4 separate regions of the Mus musculus genome follow, and all the other regions are linked to region 4. A link is a contact called in public Hi-C and HiChIP or PLAC-seq data. All regions are on one chromosome and are shown on one strand. The core of a region is the stretch at or near the end of the contact, and the rest is flanking DNA. Distances in the headings are between cores, read along the strand shown.

The links. A called contact is a pair of places that touch in the nucleus more often than the background predicts. HiChIP or PLAC-seq counts read pairs in DNA pulled down with a chosen protein or histone mark.
Region 1: a Hi-C map of 3T3-L1-derived adipocytes shows a contact between it and region 4, with 5 times the contacts expected there. The contact joins the enhancer-like site here to the promoter of 0610025J13Rik in region 4. A contact is called at or near these places in 5 of 39 promoter capture datasets (3T3-L1-derived adipocytes, the C10 cell line, embryonic stem cells and 2 more), 6 of 484 Hi-C or Micro-C datasets (3T3-L1-derived adipocytes, the HL-1 cell line, cortical neurons and 2 more) and 1 of 9 other capture datasets (adipose tissue).
Region 2: a contact with region 4 is called in a Hi-C map of the 3T3-L1 cell line, with 6 times the contacts expected there. The contact joins the enhancer-like site here to the promoter of 0610025J13Rik in region 4. A contact is called at or near these places in 7 of 39 promoter capture datasets (the 3T3-L1 cell line, embryonic stem cells, hippocampal neurons and 2 more), 3 of 484 Hi-C or Micro-C datasets (the 3T3-L1 cell line, CD8 T cells and palatal mesenchyme) and 1 of 115 datasets of contacts at active chromatin or transcription factors (heart atrium).
Region 3: a contact with region 4 is called in an H3K27ac HiChIP or PLAC-seq map of heart atrium, with 11 read pairs. The contact joins the enhancer-like site here to the promoter of 0610025J13Rik in region 4. A contact is called at or near these places in 5 of 39 promoter capture datasets (the 3T3-L1 cell line, 3T3-L1-derived adipocytes, liver and 2 more) and 1 of 115 datasets of contacts at active chromatin or transcription factors (heart atrium).

What each region holds. Positions count from the first base shown.
Region 1 is chr4:98,499,771-98,502,470 of GRCm38.p6, reverse strand. All of the region lies in intron 20 of Patj (PATJ, crumbs cell polarity complex component), which reads right to left. Among named protein-coding and RNA genes, the nearest start is that of Gm40210, 78 kb to the left of the region's middle. Within about 2 kb of position 1,415, at least 8 of the 459 cell types and tissues checked have an H3K27ac peak or open chromatin away from gene starts, as enhancers often do. A contact at or near this core is called in 3T3-L1-derived adipocytes and adipose tissue, where this site is marked.
Region 2 is chr4:98,187,874-98,190,573 of GRCm38.p6, reverse strand. It overlaps the pseudogene Gm12691. Among named protein-coding and RNA genes, the nearest start is that of Gm34784, 63 kb to the right of the region's middle. Within about 2 kb of position 1,368, at least 32 of the 459 cell types and tissues checked have an H3K27ac peak or open chromatin away from gene starts, as enhancers often do.
Region 3 is chr4:98,141,672-98,144,371 of GRCm38.p6, reverse strand. No RefSeq gene overlaps it. Among named protein-coding and RNA genes, the nearest start is that of Gm34784, 17 kb to the right of the region's middle. Within about 2 kb of position 1,316, at least 17 of the 459 cell types and tissues checked have an H3K27ac peak or open chromatin away from gene starts, as enhancers often do. A contact at or near this core is called in heart atrium, where this site is marked.
Region 4 is chr4:98,320,040-98,322,739 of GRCm38.p6, reverse strand. It overlaps 0610025J13Rik (a long non-coding RNA gene), which reads right to left and starts at 1,384. Exons shown (of 3, transcript XR_376450.3): 1 at 1,233-1,384; 2 at 1-431.

The DNA.
Region 1 (2,700 bases), core at 166-2,665, 180 kb before region 4:
GCTGGTCACCAGGAATGGGCCTCTTAGGGTTCCAGTCACCTCTGGTTCCAGCCTGTGTTCTCTGTTCCCTGTTCACCATCCCTGAATAAGCTTCTCCCACATTTCTGCCACCAAGAACTATTTCCTGCCATTTTGCCTTCCCTCTTATAATAAACAGGTAGAAATCCCTTTGAAGTAATGAGCCTCTTCCTTTACATTTTCTGCTGGGCAGCTATCAACTCATACAACAGGACAGTAACTAAGGCACTGGGATATGAGCAAGTTGTCATCTCAAAGCGAATCACACAGTAGGGCACACTTGCTACTCACAAACACAAATTTGAAAAACTCAGGCAAGCCAGCATTAGCAAGGGTGTGGCAAAGCTGGACACTGAACATTGCATGGTACAATGCTCTGAGAAAAGCTAACCCAATCCCTTTGGTCACATCACCATAAGATCAGAACCAGAGAACGAGGAAAGGAAAATACTTGGCTGTCGGAGACAATGTTGAAGGTCCTTCTTGAGGTCTCTGAATTCTGTTGGTTTAAAATCAGGGTCTAACTTAGCACTGACCTCAGATTTACTGTGGAGCAAAAGCCGACCCTGAACTCCTCACCCTCCCGCCTCTACGTCCCATCAGTTGGGATTACAGAACCTGGTTCATACACTCCATGTACGTACCATGCTCAGCTCTTCCCAACATCTTCCTATGGAAACGCCCCATTCTTAACATGCCCCATGAACATACACATTTCATTTATAGTGCTTAGTATTTGTGAGTTCTACAAAAGTTCCAACAAGACACTTCTAACAGAATACCTCCCCAATAAGCATTTCCATTAATAATCTGGGCCAACTATGACTTTAGGACTTCAAGAGCAGGGACTTCATATTCAATGGACTGTGACTGCAAATTCTTCTCTTTTAAAAACTTGCCTTAGACTCCTAGAAAATGCTTACTGGTCACTATGACCTGTGCATTCTCAGTTATTCTGTTATTCCCAAATAAACACCACAAGCCTTCGGAGAATCTCTGATTGTGATTTAATTTGGCAACCCAAGAGAACTGAAAACAGGTGATGAGCAGGTATTTATATACCAATATTTACAGCAACATTATCCATGAATAATAGGGTGGAGGACTAGAGACACTGCTCTACTAAGAGCTAGACTGATCAACCTAGGCCTCCCCTGAGGCCCTGGTATATAGAGAAGTGTTTGGCAAAGCCAGTAATATCCTTAGTCCAGGGCCTTGAAACCCACTCATCACACACCTTGGGGCACTGATGTATAGAGAAGAAACACAGCCTTCTCTACAACCAGGAATATGCTTGGCAGAGCAGGTCATGGCCTGAGGCCAGGGCCTTGGGGGAACTATGGCTATGGTTCAGTCCCAAGACTGCTGTAGGCTAGATTTATAATGCTCTTGAGAAACCACGTTGCCCTTGTGCAACTTTGTTTAATTAGCTTCCCGCTGCCTTGATCCTATTGTATGACAGACTCTGCTTACTCTGCCCCACTTCTCTCCTAGAAATAGAACATAAGGTGCTGTACTTCTTAATGAGCTTATTTGGTCCAAGACATAGCTTGACAAGACCTCTTGGTCTCAAACTTTCTTATCTTCTCTATGTTCTACCATTTGCTTCTGAGCTTCTGGTCCCCTTTCTGAGGACCCTGTCATTGAAGAACAACTTGCTGGTCCAGGTCATGGCTTCGTAGCTAAAAGCACATATGGCTGTTTCAAAGGATCCTGGTTCAGTTCCCAGCATTTACATAGAAAGCCAAAATGTGGCACATGAGAGAACATTCGCCGAAGCTTCAGGCTAAAACCATCATATATTTTGCAAGTACAAAAAAGAAGCCATTCTCTAGAACTTCCCTTGCATAATTGAAAGCAGCAGCAGCAGCTGGCTGGATGACACAGGCACCTGAGAACTGAGGCAAGTCCATTTCACGGTGGACAAGAGCATGTTCTACATAGTAAGCCCATGTCTCAAAAACTGCAAAGGCAGGAGAGACGGGGATGCCAAGAGGCCACTTGTGGGAAATAAGCAGTCACAGGTCAATGAGGATGGGTCTACGTCCATGAAGAACAGAAGGCCAATCCTCATTCCAGCCTGAAGGTGGCAGCACCTGTAGCACCGGAATAATAACACTGTCACAAATTTCCTTGTCACATTTGTCCCCCAAGTTTCATTTGTGGATCCTAAACAAACCAATTTGTTGTACCCACAGAAAACTTTTCTGAATTCTGCACTAACATTGTCTCTCACTTTAACAGATACTCTCCGGGATCAGCTCTGAGAGGGTCAGAAGAAAAGATTTTTCCATTGAGACATACATACAGGGTTAATTCTTCTACCTCAGTGAGGTCGTCTGACATACACATGAATGAACCTTGAAGAGCTTATGCTTCATGAAGTAAGCCAGACATATAATGGTAATTATCACAGCTTCACTTCTATGAAGTAGTCAAATTCTTAAACAGAAGACAGAGTTACAGTTAGTGCCAGGGAGAATGGGCAAGGGGAGGGCATTTATTAATTGGCGGGCTCACCATTCCTATGAAGGAAGATAAGGTTCTGGAGATGGACAGAGATGGTGGTTACACAACAGTGCAATGGTATTTAATACCATCAAACTATATGCCTAAAAAGTACATAATACAGACATTTACACAATTTATATGGTCGGCCAGGTGAACAACACATACAAGAAA
Region 2 (2,700 bases), core at 119-2,618, 130 kb after region 4:
GGAATAGATATGTGGGCTGGCTCTGTGCCTCTGTACTTGTTCCAAGAACAGAGTAAACAGCCGTGAGACTTCTTCCATGCTTTGGGGTTATGGAAGACTCTGGATGTTTGTACTAATGTGAAAGTGAGGACATCCATAATGGGTGAAGCTAAACTTTTCACCTACCCAGTAAAAGTAGATTTGAGTTAGAAATGATGCGTGATATACAGAAACAAGAGAAATATAATATTGCTTTGAAATTTTAGACTGGGATCCATATTCACTACAGGATTTATTGAATTTGACAGTCACCCCAAATACTTTTGAAATAAAATTATGTACAAACAGAAGAAAGCTGTGACTGAGGATAAGCATGTGGGTTTCAGGGCAGTTGGGTCCATGTTCTCTAGAACTGGGTGCTGCTTCTGTCTGATTGGAACAGTCAGAGGTGTGCTTGCCCAGAGATAAAGGCTTTGGTTAACTTTCCTTAGTCATCAAAGTGACGTTTTGGCTACATTCCACCCTAGTGCTTTGTTATATTTCTCAGTGGGATCAGAACTTCTGTTTCAGAAGGGGTTGATGTTGTTGATCCTGCTCAGTTAAACCAAGACTGCATCCACAGGGCTCATCAGAGCATCTCTAGACAATGGAAACAGAAATCCAAGGACAGGGAAGGAGAGGTGATGGGGAAGCAGCTAACATATGTGAGATCTTTCAGCTCAGGGAAGGTCTGCGTGTGCCACGAGGTGGGCAAGGGCTGACGACAGAACAGACTGAAGGGAACAATTCTTGAAGGGACTTGATCCCAACCCCACTGCTAAGGGAAGATTCAGACAAAGTATTTAGTGAGCACCTGAAGGCTAATTGGTAGTAAGTGATCTCAAAGCAGGAGTTTTATAGGACTATTGGGGAAGATAGTCTAACACGCAGTAAGTCTATAGTCTAATACTGTTTAATGAAAGGTCAACTTTTCTTCCTTCTCCGGAAACCACACTTTCCTTAAGGGTTTCCACTGAAATTCTTTCCAATTTTACCCTTCTTATTTATTGATCCAGAAGCCTTGTGGAGAAGGTTAAAGACAGATATGTTTAAAAGAATTAAGGGAAGAGATCCTACTGACCCAATCAAATCTTAATGGGGGGTCAAAAGGCCTCCGGGATGCCAGGCTTTGAAGATGTCCACAAATCAGTTTAAAGGGAGAGAGGCGTGGAGGTGTCTCACTGTTCCTAGTAGACTCCACTTTCCTGAAGGGGCAGAAAAGCATGAGTTCAGCACAATTGGTATACTAGAGAAGTGTTTCCTAATGATATTTGTACACATTCTTGTTGCAGCGTGGTTAACAAGGGCCAGATCGGTTGTGGTTGAGTTATAACTTGCCATTTTGTGGGTTACATATTTGTAAATAGGCCAGCTTGTGGTCTTAATTGGGGTCACTGTGGGAGGGGTTTGGGGTGGTGCAACAAGGTCACTCAATTTCCCTTCTGCGGTTCTTCATTAGTCATTTTGTGAGGAAGTGCAGTGAGCGTGAAGAGGCCGCAGAACACAGTCTCTCTGGGAGAAGCCGTGGCTTCCAGAGCATGCAGGGCTGGAGATGATTCCATGTGTCAGAACCGATTTTCCTCAAACTTGAAGGAGTTTTCCTCCTTTCTCAGAAGGAGGGAGTTGGTATACCAGAAGGAGGGAAGAGATCCAGCTAGCAATCCCATGTTTGGCTGCTTTCATCGCTTTCCTATTTATGTTTTTGTGATTTTGGATAAGTTCTTGCTAAAACTTGAGTGTTCATCCCGTATTACTACTGGGAACTAGAGTAATGGTATTTAGTTGAAAACATTAAAAAATAATGGTGTCATAGGCTCCTCTTGCCGTGAATGTAGTAATGCCATTGTCTTGGGAGTGATGTCTCCCACAAGCTTGGGTTTGGATCCATCTTTCTTGCTCTCCCTGCTTTTCACTGTGATGGCACAAGGTGACTTCCGCAAGCTGCTTGCACCCTCATGTTGGGTGTCAGAAAGCACTGTGTTCAGAATGGTAAGAAATTCACTTCTCTTCTATACAAATAACCTAGCCTGTGTCATTTTGTTAGAACAACACAAAATGGACCAAGGCAACTCCTTAGCCTTTCTGCTGTCTTGTTTCTCATCTGCAAAATGGGCTAAGAAAATTCCAACCCAGGGCTGCTTGTGTGAAGAATGGCTGTGTCCATCAGGCACCTCCAAATGCTAGCAAAGCAAGTGTTTTTCTCCTAGATATACTCCAGGCAGTCCAGAGTGATTTGTCAAATGGAGGCAGGAGGAAATGGACACTTCAGAAAATGCTTTAGTTTTGAAAATGCAAGATTAGGCAAGTAGGGAAATCAGAGGGATTTTGTAGAACAAAAGCAAAAGTCATATTTACCACTCCATGCTGCATACTCTGGGGAGTTATGGGGCATCTTCCATCGAGGTACCCGACTCAGCTGGAGAGACAAACACCTGTGTCCAAGAAGCTACAAGAAGTTAATAATCATAACCTGCATTAAGCTTATATCCACAGATACTTGGCAGGTAAATTAAGAAAGTGTGTCTGAAAGGAATGGTGGACTGTTGTGGATTCAAGGGTTTCATAAGGTTTTCCATATAGCTCCCGTGAAGGGAGTCATATGAAACTGGGTAGAATCTCAGCCAATAGAAAGAAAATGTAATTCATGAAAAATTTGAATGACAATCATTGAAAAACTTTCCC
Region 3 (2,700 bases), core at 67-2,566, 180 kb after region 4:
GCCTCTCTTGTTCTTTGATGCTTTCTCCAAACATGAGTAAGAGCAATGTTTTTTTCCTTTTCACTCAGGAAAAACAAACCAACACCAACTCCATTAAAGATTCATCAGCCAAAGGTGGGCAGAAATAGAACAGTTCAGCCACTGTAACAGAAAGAGTTGCACTAAAGCCAATAAAACCAATGAAATTGGAAATGACCAGTGCTAGTTAGTCTGAAAAAGACCCATTAAAAACACTCACTAACTTCTTAAAATTCATAATTCTTAAAATTTATAATTAGCAGGGGCCTCAAATACTTCTAATATCTGTGAAATAAATAAAAACATGATAAAGATGAAGCATAAACTGCTAACACCCCAATCTACTTCTCAACAGTGGGGTGTTACTAAATCTCTAACACATGGCCTTCTGCCTCTGTAGAATACTTCTGTTTGTGAAAGCGTCACTATCTCACATGGTCCTTCTGGTTTTGTTTGTTTGGTTGGTTGCAGCCTTTGGAGGCATGCTCTCACTATAGAGTCCCAGCTACCTGGGAAGCTGTATATGTAGCCCAGGATGGCCTTGAACTGGCCATCCTCTTGCTTGGCCTGTCAAGTGATGAAATCACAGATGTGTACCTCTTTGACTGGTACAATTTTGGTTTTAAAATTACAATTAACCATAATTAATTAAAAATCAAAATATACCCAAGCAAAACCAGTAATATTGTGATACATACTATGTACATATATATATTTTTTATTACCTAAACTCTTAGTTGTTCCCTCTTAAATTATACAAATCTTCTGTTTTGACAAACAGCTTATGGTTTGTTTGTTTCTTTGTTTGTTTTTCTGCTGGATGAGAGAATGGTCAAGCAGAATGAAGAAGGTCTGTTGTACTTTGAGGGGTGGTGGGAAATGGAACACCTAGAGTTGCCCTTGGGAACAAAGGGCAACTCTAACAAATGGTTTGTCATATTCTCTTAATTGGCACCTTCATAACTCTAGGGGAAATGTGCAGGAGTGGATGTTACAGGCTCTGGACTAAGGCCAGAGGGACAGACTTATGGACTAGGACTAGGTTGAAGGCATGGCCATTTACAGACCATGTGGCTACCTAAGAGCAGCTGGGAGCAGGAACCACTGTTTGTTCAGTTGCTTGACAGAAACCTGGACCCTGTGGTGCCAACATTAACCAGAGTTGAGACGTCATAAATTCCTTGATATGGAGAAAGGGAAAGAATCCAAAGACTCTGTGAGATAGGAATGCTGGAGCAGATTTATCATGTGTGACTTTCCTTCTCCCTCCCTAACTTTGTCTCCTGGGAGAGAGCAAAGGACACTCCTCTGGCCACAGTCTGGAGAAATACCTTCCCAAGGGGAATGCAGCAACTGCTGTCTACAGCCTTGAGGGAATGGGGAAAGATTAGATTGACACAGGCTCCCTGGATACAGTGGAATTTGGATGGCCCAGAGTCTTAGGCAGACATGAGAACTCTTCAACAGCAGAAGGGGAGACTAAAGGGAACTTTTTGTTGTTGTTCCTTCCCGGGTAAACATTGCTTTAATCTAGGCAATGGGATTTTTCCAGGTTCATTTTCCCAGATTCAATTCTGAATCTTGTTGAGCAAGTAAACAAAGATGCCAGAAGCAGGGTTTTTATCGGATACCTTGGGATAAGAACCCATCAACTCAACCCTACTCCATTTAACTTTCCATAGCTTTCAAAGCTAACTTGCCCTCAGATATCATGACCTCCCCACTTGTGATCTAGAACCTAAACATGTTGCCCTTGATTTAGATCCCCCTTAACTGGCCCAAATATCCCCTCCTTGAGAAATTCCTAGGTGTTGTTTACCCAAGGTGTTCACTCAACCCTGACGGGACAACTCCACACAATCTTCAGGTTTCAGGAGAAACAGCTCTGTCTTGTTGGACCTTTCCTCCTATAGTCTATGTCTGTTCTCTTGTAATACAGTGTTAGTTACGTCTGAGTTTGGATGCTTTCTGTGTGCTTTTACTTCTATAGCCTTTCAAAGGAGAGAGGAGTAGCTTTGCTCCCTGTATCTGCTCAGAAATTGCTATGTATACAGAGTTCTGACCGTGGTCCTTCTCTTCTGTAATGAGAGTGTCTTTACGTCTTAATAAATATAAATCTATAGAGACATTTTTTAATGATACCATAGTACTCTGCAATAAGGATTATGGCAATAATAATAATAGCAGTCTCCTTTTGAACATTCCTCCCTGTCAAGCTATCTCATACAAGCTGCATGCACACGATCTGCTTAATGGCTTATAGACTTTATATCCTACATTACAAATGTGGTGTTGGAAGCATAGATAATGAAGTCACCCTTTTCAGAATCTCATGGCCAGCATCCTGTGTCATCAGGACCTGGACCCAAGCATTCTCCCCCAAGATCCTATGGTAAACGTTCTTATATTTAACCAGTATTCTTGCTGATGTACATTAGGTTGGATGTAAATTTGAGCAACTCTGAACACCGGAATTCACCCCTCATGTTCATGCAATTATTCAATACTGTCTGAAAATATTTAGGGTTTTATTTTTTCTGCTAGATTGAATATCTTCTACCAGCAGTACGAGAATCTTCTTGCTCACATCTTTGTATTTTGATATATTCAATTTAATATAAGATGGGCAGATTACACAAAAATACATGTTGCTACACTCAATTTGTACTTCAATAAGAACTT
Region 4 (2,700 bases), core at 135-2,634:
TGTTCATTCACGCTACTGTTGTGGGAGCACACACTCTTCGCTGAGCGTATACTGGGATCACAGACTGCCTTCGTCCTCAGGTTGGGTTTACATAAAGCAGTTAGATCAACTCCTAGGGCAGAGCACTTAGACAGGAGTTTCTGAGCTGGGTAGGCTAAGACGGGTGGCCTTTGTTGGAAATGCTGTTGCTAGTGGCTGGGACCAGGTCCAGCCAGCTCACAGCAGCTTGCTTTGGGGTCGCACTGACGCTTGCCTGGTCGCCGGTAGGTGGCGGCAGACGCCCTGGCGGAAGGCGTTGCGCTGCGCCCCGCTGGCTTGGCTCCGCCCGCCGGGTCCGATGCTTCGCGCTCCGCCTCCGGAGCAGCCGAGTGCGTCTGAGGCGATCCCGTGCCAGGCTTGGGGACGCTGCCAGGTTTCTCTCAAATCTTGGCCTAACAAAGGGAAGCAAATTACAAAAATGGAAATTTTCAAACTAGCGTTCAGTTGTATTGAAATCGACGTTTGTGTAGCACGCAGGCACAGACCACATTCATGCTATTTTGTGATTAAAACGATACCAAAAATACCTCCTTGCTTTAGTTTTCATCTTCTAAAACGGCCTCTTCCCCTTTTCTAATTGCTGCTTTACTTTGGGGGAGCAGCGAGCCCCCGGCCACCGTAGAATTGCTAACATTTGCATCAGGACAGTTGAAATCTGGCCCGGGCTGCTATTCTCTCTGTCGTCCCCACCCCAGTCTTTCCTCCTCCCCGTCTCTTAGACTCCGCTGTTTCTCTCGTTCTGTCCTCCCCCCAACCCCCCTTCCTCCTTTTCTTTGGGAGTTGAACTTTAACCCAACCTTGTGTGTCCTTTCAGCCTAGGGGAGTACAGATAAAGACATTGCTAGGCACTGTACGGGGAAGTTTTGTGTCTTGTGTACTCGGTTTCAAGTCTTAGGACAGCGCGTAAATCCTCAGGGCTCCTCTTGATTCAAGCAGCAAAACCTGACCATGGCCTCACCAAAGCTCTGGTTACCTTGCTCTCCCATTAAAAAACAAAAACCAAACCAAAACAAAAAAAACCCCAATGATTTTGAAGCGGCTCTTGAGCTGGCTCTTGAATGGATTTTACTTAACATGAAGTTGTATAGAGCCCGACTGTGTCCTCTTGGCTTGTTTTTGCAGTTGCTAGACAGGCCCAGTCCCCAGTGGGCTTGTGTGAAAGGCGCCCTCCTCCCACCCCCAGCTCTCCGCACCATTTCTTTCCTTGGAAGCTTTGACTGTCTCCTTCCGCAGCAGCTGTGTCTGCAGTGCCTGGAGACAGGTGGGGGAGTAGCCTCCCGCTGAACCTGCCAATTCCCTCTCCAAGGACTGTCTGAATAGCTATTAAAAATTAAAGGACACGCACACGTACACACACACACACACACACACACACACACACACACACACACACACACACACGCTTTCGTTCTTTGTTTTCTGGTGGAGGTCACTGTCACACCAGAGCAATGGTACTGCTTTGCCGACTGAGATTAAATTCTACAGTCCTTCTCTTGTCGGCACTCACCAGCCCACAAGAACCCATTGCCACATCTTTTGGGCCCTCTAGAAGATCTGAGTTCTAGGAGTGGTCAAGTGCCCACTTGCAATGGATCTGGAGAGAGAGGTGCTCCCAACCCCAGGAGATAAACACAGAGCTCATGAGACCATGGTTGCAGTTAGGGATCCCTTGTTTATCTGTATTTGAGTCTCAAAACTAGAACTTTCTAGGGCAGGTGTTGAGTATCCTCTGCACACTGGTAAGAGTTTAACAGGTTCCAGAAGAGAACCGGAAGTCACATTTTCGTTCCCAGCCTGGATTCAGGACCTTCTGCTCTTCCCTGGGGGCTTGACCCTCAGTACCCAGCTACCTCTCTGCTTTTCCCAGGGCTGTTGCCCGCTCTTAGAATTCCTCCTCCTCCTCTTCTCTGATTAGCAAACGTTTGGTCTCTTTAAAGACGTCTTTCAAACACACCCTCTCCAGTCTTTCATGGCTGTGCCTGTGCTTGGGTACCTCTGTAGTCAGTAATCCTGCCTTAAGTTAAATGGGACAAAGTTGCTTGACATACCTGCTGTGCTGTGCTGTGCTGTGCTGATCTCTCTCTCCCTCTCCCTTCCTCCCTCTCCCTTTCTCCACCCCTCCTCTCCACTCCCTACCTCCCTCTCTTTTCCTCTCTCTCCTTCCCCCAATCTCCACTCTCCTTTCCTTTCTCTTCCCCCTTCTCTCCCTTCCTCCCCTTTATCCCCTGAGAGAATATATTCTTTGCTCAGGCCAGGAATGTATCTTTATTTATCTCCTAGCCTGCACACCAAAGATGCCCGGGAAACTCTATGTGATGATAAGGAAACACACCTGGTTCTTAAATGATCCCAAAGGGCCAGCTTGTTTTTCTCCAGTTCTTGCTCCATTGGCAGGCATCTCTAAGTATGTCTGCAGAGTGGAAAGGAAAAACTTAAGGTTGTGTTCACACGTGACTTTTCCATAGTTCAGGGAGAGTCTTCTACTAATGAAGGTTTGATGAGCACACAGATGAAAACTCCTGTACCCCAGCGTGTGCACAGGAGCAGCACTCAAGGAAGACCTGCGACCCGAGAAGGTTTCAGGCATCTGCGTGGGCTCTAATGTATGTAACTTAAGGGTTAGAGAAACAAGTTGTAGTCAGCAGACTTGATTCACTCACT